Regions from separate parts of the Mus musculus genome. Here regions 1, 2, 4 and 5 are each linked to region 3. The links are chromatin contacts, called in public Hi-C, Micro-C and promoter capture Hi-C maps. All regions are on one chromosome and are shown on one strand. Each heading gives the region's core, a stretch centred on a gene start, on an enhancer-like site or on the middle of the called end of the contact. The rest is flanking DNA. Distances are from core to core; before and after follow the strand shown.

Region 1 (3,071 bases), core at 83-2,582, 1.1 Mb before region 3:
AAGAGCCCACCACCATACCCAGCTTATTACTCCCCACACATAATTGCACATCTGTCTTGTTTTGTTGTTTTAAGTAGTATACATGTTCCATATTATCAATACGCCTCTGCAATGAGTTGCACGGTCCATGGAGAACCACTGGCTCAGGAATGGGCCATTAACACAAATATAACACATTTTAATTCTAGATTAATCTGTCACTTCCAACTACACATTAGGTTTTTTGGGGGCGTGGGGGTTGGGGCTGACACTGGGTAGCCCTAGCTGTCCTGGAGTTCAATATACAAACCAGGCTGACCTCGAACTCAGAGATCCTACTGCTATTGCCTCCCTAGGGGCCGGGATTAAAGGCGTGTACCACCTGCCCCTCTTTAATGGTTTTGAAGCAAATACAATGTTAACATCCAGTAAGTTATTTGTCCCAAATCCAAATTCAGTACAATAGAGAAAGCAATGTCAACAATATCAAAGTTAAACCTATTGTTAGTCCATCTACCAAACACTAAACCTTTATCTTTCCTTTACCTTGGCTAAGGGAGAGGGACGGAAGATGAAGACGCGGGGCTGCAGTGGCTCTGTCCAGCCAGACAGGGGACCCGGTGGCCCTCAAGAGTTGTGCGATCAACTCCGACCGGCGGAGGCGCCCCTCGCCCCGCAGTGGCACCTGCCAAGCCGGGATAGTACCCAGCTCACTTCGGTACCTCCGAAGCGGGTCGAGCTCCGGAGAGCCCTGCTTGTCCCCACTTCGAGGAGACCCTCGGCCCCCACCGTGCTCACCTCCTCGCTGTGCGTGGACGGGCACTTTTTTCGCAGGCGGCCCCAGTTGAGCAGGTTCCCGGTCTGCAGGTGCAGGGTGCTGGCCCGCGCCAGGAGCGCCCCGGCCGCGCGGCTGTCGGTGCCCATGGCAGCTGCCGCCGGAGGGGACCGGGTAGCGCCGGAGCCGCGGAGAGATGGCGAGCGGGCGGGCAGGCGGGCGGGCGAGTGGGCAGACGGCTGCCTCGCAGGGCGCGGCGGTGCCCCAGGCCCCAGAGGAGAGCGCGAGGCTGCCGACTCCGCGCGGCCACAGCCCGGTGTGCGCTCGGGCCCGAGGAGGCCGGGCGGCGACGGAGAGGCGGTCCCGGAGGGAGGGAAGGAAGGGAGGGAGGCGCCGGCGCGGACGGTCGCTGCGGCTTCTGCGGCCGCCACCGCCGCCGCCGCTGAAACGAGGGAGCTGTTTCCTGGAAGACAATGACTAAGCAGAAACCTCACCCGAGAAAGTGCTTCGTAACCGTTACTCGTCCCGCGGCGGGCCAGGGGCGGGGCGCAGGCCCGCGGGTGACTGGCCCTCGGCCTGCGGCGGGCGTGGCGCCGGGCGGCCGGGAGCGGGCGGCGCCGCGGGGGAGAACAGCGCGCGGACGTGCGCCCCCTGCCGGCCAGAGCGCGGCGCGCGGCCTACGCCGCCAGCGCCTCGTGAGAGTTGACGGTGCGCCCGGGAGCGCCGCTCAGCCAATGGCCGCCCGCGCTGCGGCCCTGGACACGCCCTCTTCGAGAGGACCGCCGGAGGTCCATCCTCCCAGGCCTTGAGAGCGTGCCTGCTTCTGTGTCTAAGGAGCTGATGCGATGGCGCGAGTGTCTCATTGCCCGCGCCCCGCTCTGTTTTTTAAATTTATTTTTATTTTTTCCTTTTGCTTTGCTTTGCCCAAGAGTCTTTCCCCCAAACTGATCATTCTTCTTCCAGCGTGTTGATTTACCTATTTGCTGGTGCTGTATGAAACCAGAGAGTACAACTTTAATTTTCCCCTTTCAGAAGCCTAATCCTTCGAGAGAAAGGCCTCAGCCCATGAAACATTAAACAATAAAAATACCACGGGGCAGTTAGTTTCCAGGTCAGTTAAGCATAAGGAACAGATGGTAACAGAGAACGTTTTATGATTCACACTTTTACAAGTTGTTCGTGATTCTTCCCCATTCCCACTGGAGATGGCTGGGTATAATAGCAAACTGACCGTTTATTAAAGTTTTACCCAGGAAACAAACTTTTTAACAAACCAGTCAGGTATGTTAGAGCCAGGTGAGATTTTCATTATAAGGCGGCAAAATCTTTTCAAAAGAAACATGAATCTGAGTTGGTAAACTACTAAGAAATAGGAAAGGCTGGAAGATCGTTCCAGAAAAAGTGAGGCTGGTGTTGGGTACATCTTTGTGCACATCCAATGAGCAAGAATCCATGGAGAAGAGGTTTCCCAGGAGCAGCCCCTCACATGGCCTTACTTAAATATAAACAATTGATTCTTCTGATGAATTTTTTATGGTCATTGTTAGACTTTTGATTATATTCTCTTAAAAGTCCATGTAAATATTTGGTTAAAACTTAGTGGTCGCCGGGTGGTGGTGGCACACGCCTTTAATCCCAGCACTTGGGAGGCAGAGGCAGGTGAATCTGTGAATTCATGGCCAGCCTGGTCTACATAGAGAGTCCCAGGACAGCCAGAGCTAGGTAGAGAGACTCTGTCTCAAAACAAACATACAAAAATATTGTTTATTTGTGTGTATGTGTGTTTTCTTCCATGAGTTTATGGGCACCGTTCAGGGCCCCTGGAGGCCACAGGACATCAGATCTGCCGTTGGGTAGGTAGTTGTGATGAGTTACTAAGAGAAGGTATGGTGAGTCCTTAGTTCAGTACTTGGCTTATAATAAATGTTCAGTAAGTGAGAACTACTATTTATGGTGCTGGGGTCGAAGGCTTACACATGCGTTCTGACAGTGGGCATCCCTAGCCCTCAAAATTGTTGTTGTATTCTACTCTCTCCTGTTATAACCTGACTATCACAGGCTGGCACACTCAGGAGTGCACGGAGGACTTCACGTTGTTTCTGAGATGTACATTTGTAGACCCTTTGAGACCACACGTGGTAGCACGCGCCTACAATTCCTCCACTCGGCAGGCTGAGGCAGGATCCTCGGAGGGAGGATCAGGAACCCAGTGTTAGCCTGGGCTGTGGAATGCAAATACCTACTTTAAAACAACCAACGGACAGGTGGGCGGAGGAACCTAAGCGCTGTATTTTAAACTCTTTACTGGTTCATATTA
Region 2 (2,926 bases), core at 367-2,866, 1.8 Mb before region 3:
ACAGAAAGTTGCTACTCCTACCAGTCCTCAGAGGCAGGAATTTAGCCACAGGGTAGTACATTCCTCAGTCTGAGTTATCAGAAAGAGGTATGCTGGTACTAGGAAGTGCTGGGCTTCACCTAGATGATCTAGTGTATTCTCTGACACACCAAAGCTACTCCCTTGTAGGAACCCTTAACCAATGTGGTGAAGATGGTTCCTTCATAATTTAGGTCTGCTCACCCAGGGACTGTTTGAATCTAACCCCCAACATTCACCTCACATCGAGGAACAGTAATTCTGAGTTAATACAACCACACTGTGACCTTCCTAACTACCATTTTTTTTTTTTCCTGGGGGAACAAGGCGTTCAGATCTTGTTACGTCAAGAGTAGGACATTAACATAACTAAACCTGGACTGCTTGTTCCTTGGTCTATTTTTAAGACATATTTAAGGCACTCATGTAAAATACATCCGAGAATACACAATATAGCTGAAGGGGAAAGAGGTGACAGAAGATATATTAAACAACACCTCAAAACAGAGTGCACCCGAGAGGAAACAGTATGGTGCCAATTCTTTACATTTCTAAGAGCTGGTTTCTCCGGCTCCTTCCCGTCGAGGTTTTAATGTTAATGTTGAGGACGGCGTCTATGGCTTCATGTTACTTCTTTTATGTGGTACATAATAAATTCTCACTGATCCCGGGTCAAACACAATAACCTCACTGCATGTCACCCACCAACCTGCAGGGTCTCCCTCATGCGATTTCTTCAGGTAAACTGGAGTCCCCTTTGAGTTTATCTAAGTCAACTTTTATGACTCACGCCAGCTTTGGAAATGTCTTCCAAACCTACATCTACCTTTTTGAGTCATCTTAATCATCAGCCAGGTTTTTTTTTCCCCCCTTTGTTTTGTTTTTCCTTTTAATTATCATCCCAAATAAAAGTTTCCCAGACAAAGGCTAGTCTGGTTCGCAGCAGCAGCAGCTTGCAACTCAAAACCTGCTCCACATCGCGGAGAGGATGCTGCCAAAATTTCTGACAAATACTAACTGGGTCAGCGCGGTTATGAAGACGTTCGTTTTATTAGTGGTCACGAAAGCCCCACTTAGGGAAAATACATTCGCGCCAAAGGACACCATTCAACTGCAAACAGACCGTACCGACTCCCTAAGGGGACCGCCGGGGTGCCGACCCAGCAATGGCTGAAACCCACAGAACCCCGGCTCAGATCCCCGCGCATCCGCACTCAGGCTGCAAAGCCGCCAACCAAGGCGGACGACGGCGGGACGCCCGCGTCTGCCGTGGAAATCCGCCGCAGTCCCCAGCCCACCACGCAGCCGCTCGCCGATCCGCCACGTCCCGTCTCACAGCCCGCCCCGCGCGCCACCCCCGCGTCGGGGCAGAAGCCCGAGCCCTGCTCTCGCGGGATCTCGCGCCTCACACAAGCCCTCGGAAAGGGAGCATCACCCGCGGGAAAGCCGGGAACTCACGTGCGGGGGCGGGGCGGGGCGGGGCGAGACGAGGAGGCGGGCCCGGCGCAAGGGGGCGGGGCGTCCTGACGCGGGGGAAGGCGGGGTCCAGAGACCTGTTGATCGCAGGTGTCACTGCCCAGACCGGCCCCTGGGTCTTGGGCGTGCGCGCATGCTCTGCGCGGGTCTGGCGGCTGAAAGCGGCGGTGTGGCCGTCTGTCCCTGTGCGTGTCGCTTTGCCTGTCACGACGTTGTGGGTGTCGGCGCGAGGCGGAGCCGGGCCAGTGGGACTGGAAGGGCTACGGCGCCGGGAGGTAGAGCTTGGGGTGAGTCGCGGGAGCCCCCGCTGGGCAGAGGGCGGAGGACTCTCGGTCCCCACGGCCTGGCCCCGCTCGGGCGCGCTAACCCGGGTGGCCGCAGGCTGAGGGCGGGATTGGGCCGGGTCGGGATGCGCTGGCCAGGCTCCTGCGGTTCCCGGTGCAGCCCCACAGCTGCCGGAGCACTGAGCCTTCACCAGGGCTCCAGCGTGATTGGCGTTCCTCCTTGGCGGAGCAGACTGGATTGGATGTGATAGAATCTTGGCTTGGTTGGTTTCTCAGTAGCTGGACAGACGGACGGAGTTAATGTTTAGCTTCTAAACGGCGGTTTACGGTACAATTACCAAACTACTCGCCGGCGGCGCGGGGGAACAGGAAGTGCCTGCGCAGGTGTAACCGGGAGGATGTGAAGCCCTGCAATCTGAGCCTGTTTTGAGGTTTTGTTATTCTCCTGGGGTTTGTTTTCTCCGTGCAGATCCCGATAAATGCTTGCAAAAACGTACTGCACGTCCTTATCTGCTTGCGGTCTTCCATAGCTGGAAACATATTCTTTCCTCCAAATATATTTTCAAGGCTACTTTTGAGGTACATGGGCAGTAAACCTAAGTTCTCTGTGGTGAGCCCTGGAGCTTGTTTAAGACCAGGCACGCTGATTTTCACCTTTAAAAGGTGGAGCCAGTGCTGACACGAAGTTATGATAGAATGGATTGGTGACATTGATAACTTGTCAGTTTTATTTTCTGTTGTTTTCAATTCTGTGTCGATGATGGTCGAGGCAGAGATCCCTCATCCTATTCTGTTAAAGAAAAAAGGAAAAAAAAAATAGTGAAGAAAGGGTCTTCAAAAGTAATGTGTGATTTATCTGCTATTGTCAGAAGAATTCCTAATAGATTTTCTGCGGGCAAGAGTTGTATGGAAAATAAGGTTTTTGACTTATCTTTTAGAGACTTTTAAAGTGAGCTCCTTTGGACAACTTGCTATAAACTTACAGAAGTGATTTGTTTAGTTTGTAAATCGAATCAATGTATTAAGTATTTTTCCCAAAGGATAAAAAACAAGAGACCCTCCAAACAAGCCTTTTCCTTAGGATTTTTTTTTTTATTTATAAAGTTGTCTATCGAACTCATGATACGTGGCACTAACAGTTTATTACT
Region 3 (2,867 bases), core at 209-2,708:
TACTTTTAGCAGTAACATTGGACTTTAAACTGAAAATTGAATAACAGAGTGGTGCTGTAAATCAAAAAGTGTAATCTTTTCCCCAAATCTCTCTAACAGTTAATTATGAACCCACTGAACTTGCTTGAACTGCTATTTTGGAAATAACTCAAAGGAACTATTTTTTTTTTCTTTCTTCTAATACAAATTGGTTACATTATAGATAATCATGTGTTTAAATAAACCTTTATCTTTCTAATTATTTGCACAGCACGGTTCCTAATTGCCTGGGGTCACTGAAATCTCAGGGCATCCCTGGAAAAGCTTTTCTTGTCTATCTCATCAGATTTCCTTTCTCTTCTTGGAAGCCAATTTCTCTTCCTTTTTTCAAATTGCCCTTTTAGCAATAGAAATGATGATTGGGATAGTAACGTGGCCCAGTTAAAATTATTCTGACTTGTAGAAGTCAGTGAAAGGAGTCACTGAAGACCTACTTAAATTCTTTGATGAACTCACAGAATGTTATTTCTGATACAAACCAGTGGCATGAGACCTCCCCGAGTGAGCCAAAGGACTCTTGGGAGCTGCAGAATTAAAAATTTTTATTTTGGGGGCGGGGGGAGTCAAATGCACCTAGACAGAACTACTTACCACAAATTAATTTTGCTTACTAAAGTCGAGGTTGAAACAGATGCATCACTCATTCTGTTATCCTATTGTTACTGCGAGTGTTTTGAAATTTAGGTCAAGATTCAAAGATGGTGATTTCACCATTAAGCTTCAGGGATCAGAGAGGTAATAGACACATTATGTTATATGCATCGAATATCACCTGAACCGAACCAAACCGAACCAAATCAAATCAACTCAAATCAAATCACTGTAAAGCTAGTTTTTGGCTTTGGACCCCATCTCTAAGGAGTCTCATCTCAGTCTTCCCTCTTCTTCATCTTGGACTGGAAAGAGGCCCTGGAATCTAGACCTTGTGTGTAATCCCGAGGCTAGTGACCAACCAGGTCAGTATCCTGGAGGTCATTATCGTTCTCTTTTCTGAAATATCCTGACCACGAGGGTCACTGACCCTCATGAGGACATGGAATTTGTGTTTTGCTCACTGTGGGATCTCAGGACACAAAGTTCAAAAGCCTGACAAGGGCTCGTTCGCCTTGTTTGGCTTTTCTTGTTTGTTTAGGTTTTTTTTACTCTCTCCATTTCCTCCTAGCCTGGTGAAGCACGGTGGGTTCACAGCCTGGTTGTTCTTGTAGGGGACTTTGGGGCTTTACAGGTCTCTCTCTGATCCAGAAAACCACAGAGGCCAAAACTCAGAAGGTTCTGGGCGGACACATGCCACGCCCATAAACACGCCCATCTCCCCGCCCCCCGCCCGGCGCCATCCGCAGCCGACCTGGCTGTGAGGCCGGGGCGCCCCCCAGTGACCGTAGGGGAGCTTTGCTCCGGGAGGCGGCGGAAGTGGCTTTGGGTTCTGGTCGCACGGATATGGTGGAGGAGGTGCGGCAGGAGCTCTCGGCGCTGGCCGCGATCTTCTGCGGGCCCAACGAGTGGGAGATGTTGAGCTGTTCAGGTGAATACCCTGCCTCTCACCCTGCGGCCACTGCGGGGAGTCGGGGACCCGGTGTCTTGTGGCCCTGGACAGGAGTAGGAGGGGACTGGGGGGTGGGGTTGGCCTGCGCTTGCAGTGCCCTCCCCTGAGCTCGCCCTCTCCGCCCCCCTACCCCGTGCTCTCCCGCAACTAGACGGTGCGCAGTGCCCTCCTCGTGAAACCCAGCTCCTCCAAATAGTCGGCATCCACCATAAGCATTTGTGTATCACGTCCCTGACAACAGGACGCTGTAGTTGGTTGTCAGCCACGTGGAAGGCAGTCAGGAAATGCTTGTTAAGGTTTGAACTCTCCAGAGTTAATTGCCTTTGACTTTATTATTAATTTTTTTTGTTGTTTTACTTAAAAATATTTTTATTTTTACGTTTTCCAGGCTGCTGAAAAATGGCAGCCGATTCCAGACTTCTGCTGGACGCAGCATGGAGACCTTCTCTTCTAACCCAGGCAGGGCACCGACCCTCTGAGAGTTTATAGTCTGTAAAGCTATTACTATTGTTGTTATTATTAATTGTTTTAAAAAGCTAAAATTTCATTCTTGTCTTGGCTTCCGTTAAGGAACCCAGACGCTCCACTCACACACTTTTAAATTTTTTTTTGGCGTATGTATGAGTGTTTTGCATGCCTGTATAGACCTGTATGCTGAGTGTGCCTGGGAGGCCTGAATAGGACGTTCAGGGGCTAGGAGTTACCGAGGGTTTGAGAGCCTTGCCTTAAAGGTGCTGAGAACTGAACCCAGGGAATAGTCAGTGCTCTTAACCACTGAGTGCCCCCAATTTCCCCCTTTTGGGAAAATGTGCTGATGCAAATTATTCTCACCCTCGCTGAGCTGTCAAATATGTCATGTACATTTTGAGGTCAGTGAGAGCCATCCCTCTACTGTTACAATGTAACTACGATTGTAATGGCTTTTCTGACCATAAATTGGCTTAGCTCTAGGAAGACAGTGTGAGATGTGCTAGACCTAAGGAAGCTATATCTATGATTAGGAGGGCTTTGGGTTTCCATAAGATAAGTCAGTGACCCCTTTCTCCTATGCCTTCTTGCATGCACACATCTACAGATCTTTGTGGTGATTTGACGTTTCAGGCCATGTGAACTTTCTAGAAAAATGGAGTTGCTCTCTTCTTAAGTGCCTAGACCTGTCTTGTATATTTTTGAAACTTCCTTAAGACCCCTATGAAAGGATTTATTGTAGGGATTTGCCACCCTCTTGTGATTGGGTAGCATCCTGATCGGTTAGCATCTCCTGTCTCCACAATTCTCTCTATTG
Region 4 (2,846 bases), core at 103-2,602, 1.1 Mb before region 3:
TAGTATCGTTTTTCTCAGCTGGGAACTGTAATTTCTTCTTCACATTCCTGGCTGTTGTTCTCGGCAAGATCTCTAACGATGAAATGCCTGAGCAGGACAACTCAGCATCAGATACAGTTCCCGACTGTGATTCTTGGCTTGAATCTCTTTGAGAATTAGCCTTATTTCTGCTGCTTCTCTCTGTGGAAGGTACAACCATAGAAACCCCTGAAACATGAGACTCTGCTTCAGAAACAACAACTTCATCAGCAGATGCATGCTGAGGGGCTACTTTCTGCCTTTTCCTAACAGTGGACTTTGAGGTGGAAGCAATTACGATCTGCCGTTTCCTAGTTACTCTTACAATGGGCTCTTGGTCCTCTAACACAGAAGTAACCCCAGAAGTGTGGGACTCCGTTTCAGAAGCCTCGTCATCAGAAATAAGCACAATGATCTCCGCTGGGCCTGTGGTTCTGCTGCTGCTGCGTGAGTGCTGTTTCTCAGCAGGCTGCGATTCAGCTGTGCTGCCATCGGATCCCGATTCCTTTGTGCTTTCTAGATGTGTCCCAATTCTCCGAGGAGCAGACCTCTGAAAACCAAAACAAACACAATATAGTGTAGATAGGGCAGGGACAAGGGTAAAGGTGGCATGGCCTAAGGAACAAAACTCAAGAAGGTACAAAACGAAGACAAACTCACGATAAGATATTTCTTTTACTTGCCTCATCCTAGGCTTCAGAAAGCAGAACTAAAAAAACTTTCTCTACTTAAAGAAAGAGGAGGTAAATTTTAAATCATTTATAGAAGCGCAGGGAGGGGGGGGAGTTGAATACTAATTGAGCACGTGTTTAGGAGTGTGTAAGGTAATCCGATACTTGCCTGGATTTCTACAACAGGAAAGGGCTGCTCTATAGCCCTTACCACACAATCTAAAGAGCATAGCACCAGAAGACAACCAGAGGCTCTGAGTGACGCCACCGCCGCCCTTCAGTTGCCGGAGGGGTTAGTGCTCGGCCATGCCAGTCTCTCCACGTGAAAACGGTGCTCCTCCTATCCCCCAAACCAGGCTTGGTCGAGGTGGCGGGCATTAACTTTCCCCGGTACTGTCCTAACAGTAAACTTAAAAGGCCTCGCCTGCGCAGGGCACGCTACCGAAACTCCCGTAAGAGCCCTGAAAGACCCCCAGGTCCGAGCCAGTCCGGCGCAGTACCACGCGCGACCCGCTCGGTTCCTCGTCGCTCTCCTCCGCCCTGCCGAGCCGCTCTGCTCAGCGGCGAGGAGACCCGGAGAACCTGAGACCCAGCTCACCTTCTGCTGGGAGCTTTCTTGGAGCCTGGTCCGGGAGAGCCCGGACCTGGTGACCACCATCTTTCCGACTCCGGATTCCCGGCAGCCAGCGCGGCTTCCTCTGTTCCGACGCTTCGGAAGTGCGTCGAAACAGGAACTCGCTTAGGTTTCCCTGCGGAAACCGCGGCTCGGGAGAATCGTTCCTTCCCCGGCTCCACTGCAGTTCTGGCCAGCGGTCTCCGCCATCGGACTAGTGCGGGTCAGCGGGGGGTGGGGGGGTGGGGTGTGTGTGTTGGGGGGGGGGGGGGGCAAAAGCAGCTCCGCCTCCAGTTCCCAGCTCGTCCGCTGTGCGGTCCTCAGCGAGGAGGACCTCCTCGCCGTTTAACACAAAATGGGAAGTCGCATCATTTACTCTGCTTTCCATCCCCCTCACCCCCCACCCCCGTGCAGTAATTGTGAGATCTTTGGCGTAAGTCTTTACGGAAGCCAAAGGAGACTTTATTTAGTCCTTTTAGAAAACAGTATTTTAATAACTTAATAAATGAGATTCCGATATTTGATTGGGATACAAGGATGTATGTTAAATGCACCCAAGTTTTCGGAGAATAATTAGAAAGCTGTGGGATTTAACTAAAATGTCTCGGGATTTGAAGTACGCCTTTTTTTTTTTTTTTTTTTTTTTTTTTTTTTTTTTTAAATAAAAAAGGTGAAAGACGTTGTGAAGGACGGGGATTAAAGTTTTTTGTTTTTTTACAATGGAAGTAAGAGACTAGCCAGAATCAAAAGAGTTTTAGGATTTTTGTTTTGAGACAAGATCTCTCTACATGGCCCTGGCTGCCCTAGAACTCACTATTTAGACCAGCCTGATCCTGAACTCACAGATATCCATCTGCCTCCCAAGTGTTGGGATCCATGGGCCACAGCACCTGGCTGAGGTGTTTTAGTTTTTGTTTTGTTGGATGAAAGATGGAGAACTAGAATATGTTGAAAGGCTACAAAGGAATCGAGGAGGGGGTAAAGGAATTAGTGTTGGAAGCAAGAAAAAAAAAAGGGGGGGTTCGTTTTCCTTCACTTTTTAACACAAAATTTTTCCTAAAAACCTATCTTTCCATGGATACATTACTTCTACATTAAATTGCTCTCCTTGGAGCCAGGTATACGTAGTAACCAACTTTTGATTGTTAGATGTTGTCTTAAAACACTAGCCTCATGCTTACTTAGTAAAATAGGGTTTTTTTTTGTTTTTGTTTTCCTGGAGAACTGTGGTCTCTGGTTTCCACACAGCCATTGTGTGCCCTGAGGAAACAGCCTATCTTTAGGAGTGAGAGAACAAGAAAGTGAAGAACAAGAAAACGAGTTCCTGCGCATTTGTGGAACTTGAAGACAAGAATCTTCAAGCTCTTGACAGGCTGGGCTTAGTGAAAAACCCTATGACAAGTGCGGGCTGTTACTTTTCAGTTTAGGCTTTAAAGGGTTCTTCTATCTTGTTCTTTCTGGGGGAGGTACTGATCTTCCATGTATTTTTATTATGCATTTTAAAAAAAGATTTATTTATTTATTTATATCAGTACACTGTAGTT
Region 5 (2,745 bases), core at 184-2,683, 1.8 Mb before region 3:
TTCATTCAAGAGTCTATAGTCGTTTTCAAGATTCACTCCAGAAGCCCCATTCTTGACTCAGCAAACCGGTCTGTAAAAACCAAATACTTGTTTCCTTCATCTGCTTATTTTGACATTTAGTGGGACGCTGAACATAGATACTGCTAGCCTATCCCTACATAATTTACACTATTGATAAGGAAAACTAAAGGCCTACATTATTAAGTCATGAATTTTCTACCCAGAGGTGAAAATGAGATCATTAAAAATAACTAAATAATAAATCACTGTTCTTGAAATGTCTATACCAAAATGACTTAACGAGTTTTTATCAAAAAACTGTTTATCTTTTCAAACCCCCCCCCCATTCTCTGCCTTCTAATTTGCCACAAAACCGAAAAAATGAGAGCCAAAGAAACCCAAGATACTCCATTCTTTGACAGATGTAGGACTGGGGATACTCTGGAAGATAATACGCGTTTATCTGCATAAGTTATGGACAAGTTAAGTTTACAAGGCTTGCTTTGGGCTAAGCATTTTAAGCAGGCGCACAACACTCAAATCACTTTAGATATAATCACATTTAACCTGTCATGCTCTATTTTTTATTACTTACGATATTTATTTACTTTTATTTTTATTAGTTTTTAGTAATTATTTTTTATTATTTACGATAGATCTAATTATGGGTATAGGTTTCTAACACTTAACAGTTCGTTTGTGGTGATGAAACAGACAAATATGGGAAGTCAAGTTTTCTCCACACTCCTCTTGCCACTGGGGTGTCAAGGAAATCCATTTTCGCTCTTCCAACTCCGCCATCTCTAGCTGCCGTCCCTCCCTCCCTCTCCGAGAAGACTGAAGCAGCCGCCAGCTTCCTAAGCTCTTCAACTCTGCAACTCAGGATACTCACCAGGGCAAGAGGTACACGAAGACGAACAAGGCCAGGTCGAAAAGGATGAAGAGCCAGAGATCCAGCCAGTAGGAGTGTTTCGGAAGCCCGTTCATCCCGGACTGAGGTGCCTCATCTTGGTTCCTCCTTCCAGCTTCGAACGAGCCCCTCCGTTCCCGGACACCGTCGGTACCAGACGCCGCCTGGCTCACCTCCATCTCCGCGTCGTTTCACTTCCGCGCAACTGAGACCAAACCTGAAGACCGCTTCGCGCCCAGTCTAGCAACCAATTCCGGGTAACCCCGCCAATCGACTAGGCGCCCCGCCCCCGCCGCCGCGCCCCGCCCCGCCCCCGCGTCCCCGCCTTCCGGACTGCGCAGGCGTCCTCCCTTTCTAGGAATTCGCCTTCTTCGGCATTCCCGGGAACGCGCAGACTCCGCTGGGCCGGCTGCTCTTGGCGCAGGCGCTCTGTTCCACCACCCCTCCTCGCCCCCCGAACTTGGCGAAGGTGTCTGCCCCGCCTCCCCGACCGCACGCATGCGCTCTGTGCCCCGCCCCGTTGCTTCCTGGTGGGGTGTCCCCTTGCGGTGTTCAGAGGTGGTTTCTAAGGTGCAGGTGAGCTCTCTCACGTAGCTCAAACGCTGCCTTGCAGGGTGCATTACTGGTTCTCCCGGTTTCTGGGATGAAAACTGTCTCAACTCCTTTTCTCTGAGATGATGCCAGAACTTCAGGAACCGCCTCAAAGGATTCCAGCCTTGCCCACCCACAAAAGTAGTCTTTTTATAAACATGAGCGTGTGGGGGGATGTTTTTCTTTCTTCCTCCCTTCTTCCTTCCTTCCTTCCTTCCTTCCTTCCTTCCTTCCTTTCCTTCCTTCCTTCCTTCCTTCCTTCCTTCCCTTCCTTCCTTCCTTCCTCCCTCCCTCCCTCCCTCCCTCCCTCCCTCTCTCTCTTTCTTTCTTTCTTCCTTCCTTTTAAAAAACTAGATCGTGAGATTCTCTGATAATAACTTTGGAGACGACAACATTGTGTGACAATGTAAAAAGGTTGGCAGACCCCGTAGAATCATCTCTCCAATACACGTAAACTTTTTGGTTTCTTACATGTTTGGGAAGTGTGTACAGTTTGAGAACTTTGGATGATTTTGTACAGACTTGAGCGATTTGCTCATAATTTTTGAAACAGTTTTGATGAGGTGGACGTTGTAAGGGTCCATGATTCGCTGAAGAATGATACTCCAGACTCAAGTAGTTTGTAAACACACAGAGTGTTTTATTTTGTCGAAGTCCAGCATGCTGGAGTCTCCCATTACCAAGTATGCTCGCTGCACATTGGGGGAATTCTCGGATAGATGGGCTTTGTCTTACTCTTATCTCGGGCATTCCAGAAGCATAACCTTGGTGTGGTGGCTAGAAACTTGCCTGAGGAATCCTGGGGTAGGTGGCCTTATCTACTCTCTCTTAAGGACATTCTGAAACTATTGCCTGGGTGTGAGGGCTGAAAACCCATTGTCCTTGCTTCAGGCCAGGTTGGGTTTTTTTTTTTTGGGGGGGGGGGGGTCGTTTCTGATGGTAGGGCACTTTCTGACTAGCTGCCTGAAGCCTAGGATTTTAGGCCTAATCCCAGGAACTGCCAATTAGAAGTCTGTCATGGAATTAGCCTGTCTCAATTACAGTCACGAATTTTCAGAAGGCTCAGATAAGGTAAAGCGTGGAATTTACATAGGTATTTCATGGGAGTATTTTAATAAGCCACTCAACTCTATGTCAGAATATCCTGTAACCATTAGATAAAAACCTGTTGGAGTCTACTAACTTAGCAGCCCACTAACTTATACCAACCAAGTAGCCCTGATAGCATCGTGGGCTTACAGAAG

The links. Promoter capture Hi-C pulls out the DNA fragments that hold promoters and counts their contacts. A called contact is a pair of places that touch in the nucleus more often than the background predicts. Capture Hi-C pulls out chosen DNA fragments and counts their contacts.
Region 1: a promoter capture Hi-C map of pre-B cells shows a contact between it and region 3, with 2.8 times the contacts expected there. The contact joins the promoter of Gclm here to the promoter of Rwdd3 in region 3. A contact is called at or near these places in 1 of 39 promoter capture datasets (pre-B cells) and 2 of 9 other capture datasets (adipose tissue and liver).
Region 2: a Hi-C map of CD8 T cells shows a contact between it and region 3, with 4 times the contacts expected there. The contact joins the promoter of Usp53 here to the promoter of Rwdd3 in region 3. A contact is called at or near these places in 1 of 39 promoter capture datasets (pre-B cells), 3 of 484 Hi-C or Micro-C datasets (CD4 T cells and CD8 T cells) and 1 of 115 datasets of contacts at active chromatin or transcription factors (thymic regulatory T cells).
Region 4: a contact with region 3 is called in a Micro-C map of the G1E-ER4 cell line. The contact joins the promoter of Dnttip2 here to the promoter of Rwdd3 in region 3. A contact is called at or near these places in 1 of 39 promoter capture datasets (pre-B cells), 2 of 484 Hi-C or Micro-C datasets (B cells and the G1E-ER4 cell line) and 1 of 115 datasets of contacts at active chromatin or transcription factors (astrocytes).
Region 5: a contact with region 3 is called in a promoter capture Hi-C map of adipose tissue, with 3 times the contacts expected there. The contact joins the promoter of 4933405D12Rik here to the promoter of Rwdd3 in region 3. A contact is called at or near these places in 2 of 39 promoter capture datasets (liver and pre-B cells) and 2 of 9 other capture datasets (adipose tissue and liver).

What each region holds. Positions count from the first base shown.
Region 1 is chr3:122,243,818-122,246,888 of GRCm38.p6, reverse strand. It overlaps Gclm (glutamate-cysteine ligase, modifier subunit), which reads right to left and starts at 1,332. Exons shown (of 7, transcript NM_008129.4): 1 at 778-1,332. The coding sequence starts at 903. It overlaps Gm46822 (a long non-coding RNA gene), which reads left to right and starts at 2,517. Exons shown (of 6, transcript XR_001783970.1): 1 at 2,517-3,018.
Region 2 is chr3:122,983,137-122,986,062 of GRCm38.p6, reverse strand. It overlaps Usp53 (ubiquitin specific peptidase 53), which reads left to right and starts at 1,616. Exons shown (of 16, transcript NM_133857.3): 1 at 1,616-1,781.
Region 3 is chr3:121,170,286-121,173,152 of GRCm38.p6, reverse strand. Rwdd3 (RWD domain containing 3) reads left to right here and starts at 1,458. Exons shown (of 5, transcript NM_028456.3): 1 at 1,458-1,561. The coding sequence starts at 1,477.
Region 4 is chr3:122,272,920-122,275,765 of GRCm38.p6, reverse strand. It overlaps Dnttip2 (deoxynucleotidyltransferase, terminal, interacting protein 2), which reads right to left and starts at 1,352. Exons shown (of 7, transcript NM_153806.1): 1 at 1,288-1,352; 2 at 1-568. The coding sequence starts at 1,347.
Region 5 is chr3:122,922,804-122,925,548 of GRCm38.p6, reverse strand. It overlaps 4933405D12Rik (RIKEN cDNA 4933405D12 gene), which reads left to right and starts at 1,433. Exons shown (of 6, transcript NR_046036.1): 1 at 1,433-1,486. It overlaps 1810037I17Rik (RIKEN cDNA 1810037I17 gene), which reads right to left and starts at 1,152. Exons shown (of 2, transcript NM_024461.2): 1 at 893-1,152; 2 at 1-70. The coding sequence starts at 1,089. The coding sequence ends at 70.